Linked DNA regions of Drosophila melanogaster: region 1 is linked to region 2. Evidence: chromatin contacts called from public HiChIP or PLAC-seq data. All regions are on one chromosome and are shown on one strand. Each heading gives the region's core, a stretch centred on a gene start, on an enhancer-like site or on the middle of the called end of the contact. The rest is flanking DNA. Distances are from core to core; before and after follow the strand shown.

Region 1 (4,768 bases), core at 1,825-4,324, 120 kb before region 2:
TTGTTCTTCGGCTTCCTTCTGCTGTTGGCATTTCATTTAATTACTTTTGACATCAGGTAGAAATTTTCGCTGCCGCTTTTCAACCCTTTTTTCGGTCTTCGAGTTGAAGAGGGTTGTGTGTGTGTTGGGCTTTTAAAGGGGAGATTGGCTAGAGGATGGGCGGAAAAGTGTGCCAAATATTTGTTTAGGCATACATATTTGCCAATGGCCACTGGTGTTCTCATATCCGCAACTCATCACAACTGTAACATCCGCATTCGCAAACACACTCGCACTCGCACTCACATTCATATCCTCATTCACTTCCGCCCGAAATACGCATCCTTTCCATTGTAAATGCTCATATTTGCATTATTCCTTTTTGACGTTAGCTTTGCCAAGCATTTTTTGCCCACTACCTGCTCCTTTGAATTTATTTTGATGTATTTCCGTTTGGCAAGCAAATATCCAAGATTCGAATGGAGTGGTGGGCCAGGAAAACGGCATGGATGGAGTTTTCCGCTGGGTTTTCATTAGCTGATAGTTTAGCTTGGCAAACGCAAATATGCGTTGCTCTTCTTTAAGCTTATACCATCATCCTTTTCACTGTAACTCATCAAAGTGAATTCAAGTTTTGAATATTAACATTAGAACATTGATACATTTAGATGTCTGGGGCAAGTGTATATAATGATAAAGGTACTGAAGAAGTACTGCTTACAAACTACATCAACGTTCCATTATCGGAGTTAATATTATATATTATTTTGATATTTTGATTATTTCAGCATTTATTACTTAGTGTGCCATCTTTTCTAGCAGTGCATGCGACAGCGAATGAATGTGTCATAGTCCTTTTGGAATTTCCTAGCTTAGTGCTCGTCCCTCATTAGGACTGCCGGATATTCCATTGTGAGTGCTTTTGGCCTGGGCAAATGGAAAATCTTAAAATCCACCAGCAACTTTTCAACTGTGCGTTATACGGTTAATCATTTAATCTGCATATGTGCATATTAATGAACTTCAACGTTCAGCAGTCCGTGTTCAACCACTACTAGCCAGGATTTTCCACATATTCCGCACCGATTTTTCCCCATAACTTTGTGTTATTTTAATTTTTTCGTTGTTTTGCCCTGTCCGCCAGGCGAAAGTTTTTTGTTTCGAGTGTTTTTGTTTTGGTTTCGCTCGCTCGTGTTTTATATATTCACTTGGTCGTCTTTTTTGTACTGCTGTGCTTGCCCTGTTTGGCTGTTACTTTTAAAAGCTTTTTTAAAAGTAACTCGAACTAAATTAAGTTAAATACATTTTATGTTTGTCCGCATAAAGATAGACAAGCGCACCGATGAACGACAAAGTTGTCACACCCGACGTATGCGTAACGTAACCCAAATCCTTCGGTGGAAACGTGAGACTGACTGCTTTTCTTTATGCTCTGGAGCTCTTTAAAGATGATGTATCGCCATTTTGGCTAATGGATTTCCTTCACAAGCGCGCCATGGATCAATTCAATTAGCTTTGGCACACATACGAGCATATATGTATGAATGTGAAGAGGATATGTACGACTGTGTGACCTCTGACCCTTGGCAATAAGCGCGCCCGCCACGCAAGCACTTAGTGTGCCACACTTAATGAGCATTCAATATGAGGTGGATGCACTTTATGTCGGCAAAATATGGTTACTCCCTTGAAAGTTACAAAATAACTTGTTTTCTTTCATAAATAATATCATACCTGTATAGCAATCGCTATATGAAGCTTTACAGTCCGATTTCTATTAATGAGAAAAATGAGGTGTAATGAAGAAATGTTTATTATTATATTTGTCAATTAATGGATACTCTACATTAATATCTCGTTTTTATACCCGTGCATTTATGGGTAATGCTTAAACTTAGAGCGATTGAGCAATTTCATCGCGTTCACGTTGTCCGTTATCATCTCCTTCGAATTGAAATTCATCAGTTATGGTCAAATTTTGCGATCCACATAGGTTGTGCAAAGCACAGCATACATTAACAATCATGCAACAAAACGATGGCTCATATTTTAAGCCTCGTTGCAGGCAAAGAAAACGGTTTTTAAGCACTTCAATAGTCTGTTCGACCATATTTCTGGCTTGAGCATGCCTTAAATTAAATGTATGCTGATATGTTCCAATCTCTGCGTTCTTGTAGGGAGTTAAAACGAAGCTCTCTTGCGAGTATTTGGAGTTCGCCAAAATAAAATGTCCGTTTAAGGTGACGGACAATAATTCTCTGGCCCTGGAACGGTTCCATATAACTGAATCACGGCATGACCCAGGGAAAGTGGCATCACTTGCGATGATCTCCATATTGTCGTTGCAAACCTTGGGAAATTAATGATTTCTATATATCAGATATAACAGATGTACACATTGTACTTACCAACATGACGTTCAAGCTATAATAACCCTTTTTATTAAGGAAATCAGAGCAATCCTTTGCAGGCTTCTTAATGCCAATATGAGTTCCAACCAAACAGGCAACTACTTTTGGTAGCTTATATTTTTCCCAGAAGTTTTTAGATGATATCTGCATTTGTTGCCTGGACATTTGGATTGATATAGTAGCCTGACAGAGAAGCTTTTGTAGCAACGGAATAAATCTATTTAGAATCTTTGCGAGCATGCTGCTTTCAATTCTAACACGATAATCGTGGGCCACAGCAAGCTCAGAGCAACCAGTAACCAAGTACCGAAACACAGCAGCCAATTGGATTGGGTGTGACAATGCAGATACTTGCACATATGGCTTGACCACCTTTAAAATCTTTTTAAACGTAATCTTGTCAATTGCATAGAACTTAACGAAGCTGAAAAATCCAAAGTTACAGGCGGTATGTTCTATATCTGTAAATGTGTCTCACCTTTGGTCAGATATATTGAAAATACAAGTATTGCATTTCAAATGCATCGATTTTCTCAAGCTCAGCGGTATCCCACTTATCCTAGCTTCAAAACAAGCAATTGGAATAACATAAGCCATTTTTTTTTCGCACGTGGTTAAAGACTTTTCAGTAAAGAAATATGTCAGCTGTTTCAGAGGAGCAAGGAACGACGAGAATCGAAACATTCCGATAGCAAAAGCCGGAGCAGCTGAAAATGAAATCGAAATCGAAAAAAATGTCGATCTTTTTTTTTTTTTACATTTAAATTTCGTTTAGAACCTCTGCACCATCCAACCGCGAATCGCTCTCAATAATATTTATGTTTCTGGGTTAAAACTGCGGTGTGACAATTTAAAGCTCCACTGACTCCCCATCGCCATAGAAAAAAGGCTTAAGGATTATGGGTGCATTCTGGGGAAAGCTAACATAGTGTGAATGTGGTTGTACATGGTGGATGCTGCTTATTTTGCACAGTTTTTATGCTTTGTCAATAGATGCAGATGCAGATGCAGATGCTTGCTTTTCCGACCTCTGGCTCCGCAGCAATTGCACTTTGTTTCGCAAAAGGGTTTTCTATGTTTTCCAACAGCCTTTGTTTGCCGCTTAGCTCGCATACACGCACATACACGGAGCTGCAGATAGCTTTTAGTTTTGCATTTTAAGCAGTTTGACTTTGCATTTTTCCGTTTGCTCTATTCACAATACGAAAAATCATTCGGAAGCTACATAAAAAAAGGTGACTTTCAGATGCCGCTTACTAACAGATAGAATACAATTTTAAAATAAAGTAAATCTAAAATGCGTAAAAATAATATTAGAAAGTATAGATATATTAAATCCATTTATGTATCTAGTTAACTTTTAGTGGCAGCACTTGATTGCCCCATAAAAATATGAAATTTCTCATATCGTTCATTCCGTTACGTACTTAACGCATAACCGCAGATACCTCGCCGTCCTGCAACTAATGGGTATGCAAAATACAAATTCTCCTGCATATTTACCGCCTGCATGTGTGTGTCTGCATATGTGCACATAAAACAACGAGCATGAAAATAAAGAGGAAAATAGAGAAGCTTTGCGTCCAGCATTCGAGCATAAAGATTAGAAAACTAAGTCCGAGGGGGGGGGGGGGAAATGTAGATCAGCAGTAGGAAAGAGGAGGATTTTCCAAAAAGGAAAGCCACAACACAGAGTTCATCGAGTGGCAATTTAAGTTGTAAGCTCTTCAATTAGGTGCAAAATGTTGAATGTGGAAAATCTCCGGCAAAAGGGCTCCACGACTTATGGGGTTTTCGAGACCTTTCACTCACCACACACAAATTGGGAGAGATTACGTTTTAAAAGGGCTGTCTTTGGGTTATTAAAGTGGTTTTTGGGCAAGAAAACGTGAAAATAAAAATGCATATATGGCTAGTGTGTAGAACCGCACCTTCGTTGTTCATCAATCTAAAACTAAAAGAGCACCAAAGTAGCATCCTTTTCAATTTGAATGCTTGAGTTGAATATCTGGCTAGTTCTCTCTGCCAACCGGACAAGCCAACTAACTCGTTTGATCTAGTGGCAATTGCCAGACCAATATCCAAAGCTAATGCCATTTTCCCACTGCAACTGATCGATTCTCTGCTTTTAATTGCATTTTGATTTGAGCATGAGGTAGGATTTGGAATTCAACGATATCGAAATCGAATTCGCAACCGGTTTGCGCACAATCGTAATCGAGGCTTCGTAGATGGAGCTCATAAATCGTTCCATCATCAATGGCACATTGCTATTCAATTTGGTTGTCTCTTTTTTTTTGTTTTTTTTCTTTTTCAGCTTTTTGAGTAGATTGTGTTCGCAGCCAAGTTGTGAAATTAATGCAATTTACTTACAAAAT
Region 2 (5,056 bases), core at 2,122-4,621:
ACTTGACCCAAAATTTAGTTAGCTTACCCCGAATTGCTTCATATTGCCATCATATTAGCAGACCCAAATATTCCACTTTTTTTTTTTTGTATTTACTACCGCCAATCCATTTGTTATCCACATTTTAATTTTTTGACAAAACCTGTGAATGCCCATGTATCGATCCGATCCTCGTTCTAAACTCCCCTCTTTCTCTGTATCTTTCTCTGTGCGTACTTATCCCCGTCTCCAGTCGCTGATTGCCTCGGCAATGGTGCTCCATGGCACAATTGATTCGCTGATTGATTTCTTCAGCTTCACCGCCTGGATATTCTACGGCGGAGCGATGCTGGCCCTGATCGTGATGCGCTACACCAAACCCAACTATCCGCGGCCCTACAAGGTGCCGATCATCATTCCCGTTGTGGTCTTGGTCATCTCCGTGTATCTCGTGGCGGCACCAATATTCGAGACACCGCGCGTTGAGTATCTCTATGCCCTGCTCTTCATATTCGCGGGCCTGATCTTCTATGTGCCGTTCGTCAAGCTCGGAATGACGCCGAGATTTATGAGTGAGTAAACTAAAAGATATCATATTACAATTCATAACGCTAACGTTCTTCTGTTTGCAGACAAGGTGACGCTATTCTTTCAGCTGCTGCTGGAGGTGGTGCCCACCTCATCGATGGCCATGTTCGAGTGAAGGGGATACCCGGCAAGTGCTCAAGATTTCAAACGGGAGGCCAACAAGCTCGGAGAGCGAGAAGCAAATACATTCACTTAATTACTATTACAAACAAGGATATGATATATTAGGAGTGCAGCATAGACAGGATGCAAAAGGGGGTTGAGAGTGTGTTAGGAGCAACCTATATTGATATACTGACGTTGTCGTTGACAAAGTAGTGCTAGAGTAATAAAAACTATTTGAAATAGTCTTTTTATGCTATGAGCTGGTTATATTCAAAGATTATATGTGAATATACAGATATTTAGTGTGGATACATACATTTGTATCTTTATGTAGCGCGCATAGGCCAAGTTGCATAGTCGATACGTACGTACGTTTATACAACAACAAAGCAAATCTATATATATACATATATTTTTGTGTTCTATTAATTAAAGATCAAGACAAATGACAGAAACAACTAAAAAGAAAACACACACCTAAATAGTCGAATATATATCATTGCCAAGCGGCTCGAAGTGCAGGCCCCATAAATAATACCTATTATTATTAGTATTATCTGGGCATGATGGGATCTTGAGGTTTGAGTACAGTGCCGCCAGGAATCGATGACACCACCAATCCGTACAGTGCCCACCAAAGTCAACACTCGCCGCAGAGCTTCGAAATATCCTTGTTTGTTCTCATTTTGGATTTTTCGCTGGCGTTATTTACGAGTTAGCCCCGATCTAGAGATCGGCTGGAATAGCAATATTTATATATGTACGAGTATATGTGTGTGATGGAGAATGATCATAGTTATGATAATAATGCAAAAGCAACATGGTAACGAAAGAAAGAGGACAAATGCTAAATACAAACATCCCAAACTGAATGTTTCTAACTTTGTGCGACTAGAGCGCCACCTGGCGGTCGGGGATCGCGTGTGAAATTCGTAGGACTGCAAATAGGCATTAAAGATTTGTAATTGATACCAAAAGTAAGGTAAAGAAAACAAACAATGAGAAAATTCAAACAAAAAAATAGAAAAAAAAACAAATAAAAATAAAAGAAAGCGAAGCAAACGTAAATACTACTATGGATACTTGTTAAATACATTTTTTTGCGACTTGTGTCTGCTTTGACAAATCGTTGCAACCAAAACTAGAACTAGATTTAGAGAGACGGTTATACTTTATTATTATTATTATAAATACATAAAATGCCATTTTTTTTTCTTTACATTAGTTTTCTGTTATTCGTGAAGGACTCGTCGCACACGAGTTAGAAAAAGACAGCAGGTGCGCAGGTGCCGTCTCGCTCGCAAACAAAATACAAGAATTTTGAAGTTTTTTAATGACATATTTCCCGTTTTTGAATTTCTTGCTATGCTTCTCAATTGTCTGAACCGATATACAAAACATTTATATCTTTACCTATTTATAGGCGTACTACAGAACTTACCCACACATAAATATATATATATTTATATAATTTGTTAAGTTTATAAATTTTATAATTTTATTACCAACTATTTACAATGAGCTAAACGGAAACCAGAGCAAATCGAAAAGAAAATCTCTATCTATACATGTACCTACCACCTAATAACAAAAGAATTGTATTATGTAAACCGGAAATTGACGAAATAAAGTTTTTGAAACACATGTCGCTGTTATCTCAAGTTAATTGCCATAGTTCCATCTACGGCAGGGTGTTGTTAGTAACTTCATAAAAAATTAACTTTTCAATTGACTTCTTTTATTACAGCGATTTTTCTTTCGAAAGAACATTGCCAAATTCCTTAATCATCTAATTCTTATTAGTTATCAACAAGAAGTATAGTTTTTGTTTTGCTAATATATATATATAAATATATAAACATATTAGTACACTAGTCACAAAAAGTATCATAAACTTCAATTACTTTTAAAGCATACCATATGACAACATTCTAGTCTAGCCTAAATACTAATCTAAAAATGCCAGGCATTAAAAATAAGAAACATAAATTAGGACAATTCCAATAGCTACTTGAACAACATGTAAACATTTTTCATGAACTGCTTTGGTAGTAGACATCTTGATCAATCTAAGGATCAAGAACTCCTCGACTACGCCTCCTCCCTTTTCGCCTGGCGACTCCCAACAGCCGCGTCAAACTCCGGGAACAGGATGCTGATCTCGCGGAGGGCGGATGCCTCGCTGTCGGATCCATGGCAGGCGTTGCGAGTGTCGGATATTCCGTACAATGCCCGGATGCAGTTGGGATCACTGTACACGGCACGGAACACCTTGGTGGGACCCAGAAGACTGCGCCACTTCTGGATGCAGGTTTCCGACTGGAGAATCAGGGCGTAGCTGGGTCCGCTGAAGAAGATATACCAAATGGTTATACCAACTAAGTGGCTTAGGATTTAAGGATGTGCCCAGGCACTATACGAACCTGTTCATAAAACTGGTTAGTCGGTGGTAGAAGAATTTTCCCTTATGCTCCGCGTAAAATCGCTCAGATAGTTCTTTCGTAATGCAAACCTCCTTCTGGTCAAGAATGGTGAAGTTCTGGGAGATCAGGGCTCGGATCTGCTGCATTGCATAGGTATTCCGCAGCACGTGCGGCTTTATCAGAGCGAGTGTTATTTCCATGTCCTGCTGATTGTGGTAGAATAAGAAGCTTTAAAGTTTAAGTTTAAGAGGTAAACAAATTAGCCAGCCGGTTCGGCTTAACGGATCTATCGATATATGACCAGAGAAATCGAAAGTGTTGTTTCATTTAATAGACGTACTCCACTGAAATGAAATATAAGCAAGCATTTATCTTTTTTAGACCATGCTCAAAAAAAAAAATTTTTTTTTAATTTAAAAAATGTAAGATTGAAGATTTAACGCGTTTTCTAATTATGTTAGTCAATAATAGTTCTACCCATTTTTAGACCCGTTACGCGTGGAGTAAAGGGTATTTTAAATTCGTTGAAAAGTATGTAAGTGGCAGAAGGAAGTGTTTCCGTATGTATAGTATATATATTCTTGATCAGGATCAATAGCCGAGTTGTTCCGACCCTGTCCGTCTGTCCATTTGTCCGTATGAACGCCTCGATCTCAGGAACTATAAAAGCTAGAATATTGAGATGAAGCATGCAGCTTCTAGAGACGTAGACGCAAGTTTGTTTCCAAATGTTACCACACCCACTCTAACGCTCGTCAGAGCAAATGCTGGAAAGTTAAGATTATGCAAGCAGCTCAGGTTTCTTCCTGATGTCTCTTTATTACGTCTACAAACCACCCAAAACTGCCACGCCCATATAAAAACATATAAATATTCGTATTTTTTCTTTTAAGTGGAAACATTTCTGGTCTGCATCGATACCGCGCTTATATCGATAGTTCCGCTTGCGCCTTGTGGGAGCCACTAGCCGACCGATCAGCTGTTCGCATTACACAAGCAGCCGCTCTTTTATTGGATTTCTTTTGTTTTACTTAGGCGTATTTGAATTAAAAGTGCAAAATGCCGTTCATGAAGGGCCGTGAGCCCATCCGCCGCACCCTGAAGTATCTGAATGCCGGTAAGCTGGTGCTGAAGGACAAGGTGCGCATTTTCAGCGTGAACTACAACACATATGGTGCTCATCACGCGGGCGCTCGGTAAGTTATGGCATAGAATTGTCTAATAACTGAAATATACGCTAATAAATGCAATGCGCACAGGGACTTTGTTTTCTGGAACATACCGCAGATCCAGTTCAAGAATCCCGAGGTCCAGGTGCTCACGCTGAAGAACATGACGCCCTCGCCGTTTGTGCGCTGCTACTTCGACGATGGACGCGATATGCTTATAGATTTGGACAGTCGGAATCGGAACGACATCATCGATCACCTGGTTAAGGTGGTGGGCAAAACCCGGTGAGAACACACATCAAGATTCTATTCGTGTATCACATTTTGTAGAACTATGAGTTGGGAGTTAAGAAGAAGCTAGCTCAGTTCTGATACCTTTTCAGCATCATAAGCTATAACTTAATACACATCCTATTCCATAATTTCAGGGAGCAACTGGACGCAGAGGAGCGCCTAAAGGAGAGCAAGGACAATCCGGCCAACTTTGGCTACGGATGCGGCAGGCACTGCATCTGCGAGATCCCCGGCCAGGTGCCCTGTCCCGGAACCGTGCCGCTGCCCGATCACATGCGCGGCAAGATCTTGTTCGCACCCAAATAGACGTTCGCTCTGATTGTACCTTTTTTTTTAATAAATTAATTGTAAATTACACCTGCAAGGCTCGTCTGCTGAGGTAGCGCCCTAAGTACTAATGATTTTTACAGACTAATGCGTGAGACGGTGGCAAAGTCGAGTGTGGGTCGATTGAGCCTAGTGGCGCTTGGGACGCTGCTGGTGATGATATGGAGCCGA

Evidence for each region. HiChIP or PLAC-seq counts read pairs in DNA pulled down with a chosen protein or histone mark.
Region 1: a contact with region 2 is called in an H3K27ac HiChIP or PLAC-seq map of the Kc167 cell line, with 3 times the contacts expected there. The contact joins the promoter of CG43088 here to the promoter of nmdyn-D6 in region 2. A contact is called at or near these places in 3 of 107 Hi-C or Micro-C datasets (the Clone 8 cell line, the S2 cell line and cellular blastoderm embryo) and 1 of 6 datasets of contacts at active chromatin or transcription factors (the Kc167 cell line).

What each region holds. Positions count from the first base shown.
Region 1 is chrX:14,700,664-14,705,431 of dm6, reverse strand. CG43088 reads right to left here and starts at 3,074. Exons shown (of 3, transcript NM_001258741.2): 1 at 2,869-3,074; 2 at 2,388-2,814; 3 at 1,778-2,329. The coding sequence starts at 3,074. The coding sequence ends at 1,874. All of the region lies in intron 3 of NetB (Netrin-B), which reads left to right.
Region 2 is chrX:14,581,992-14,587,047 of dm6, reverse strand. It overlaps nmdyn-D6, which reads right to left and starts at 3,371. Exons shown (of 2, transcript NM_132737.2): 1 at 3,096-3,371; 2 at 2,432-3,019. The coding sequence starts at 3,295. The coding sequence ends at 2,764. It overlaps mRpS25 (mitochondrial ribosomal protein S25), which reads left to right and starts at 4,066. Exons shown (of 3, transcript NM_078598.2): 1 at 4,066-4,291; 2 at 4,355-4,549; 3 at 4,693-4,912. The coding sequence starts at 4,155. The coding sequence ends at 4,864. It overlaps sbm (sobremesa), which reads left to right. Exons shown (of 9, transcript NM_132738.2): 8 at 233-551; 9 at 612-2,315. The coding sequence ends at 682. CG14414 reads right to left here. Exons shown (of 4, transcript NM_176729.3): 4 at 4,874-5,056. The coding sequence ends at 5,015.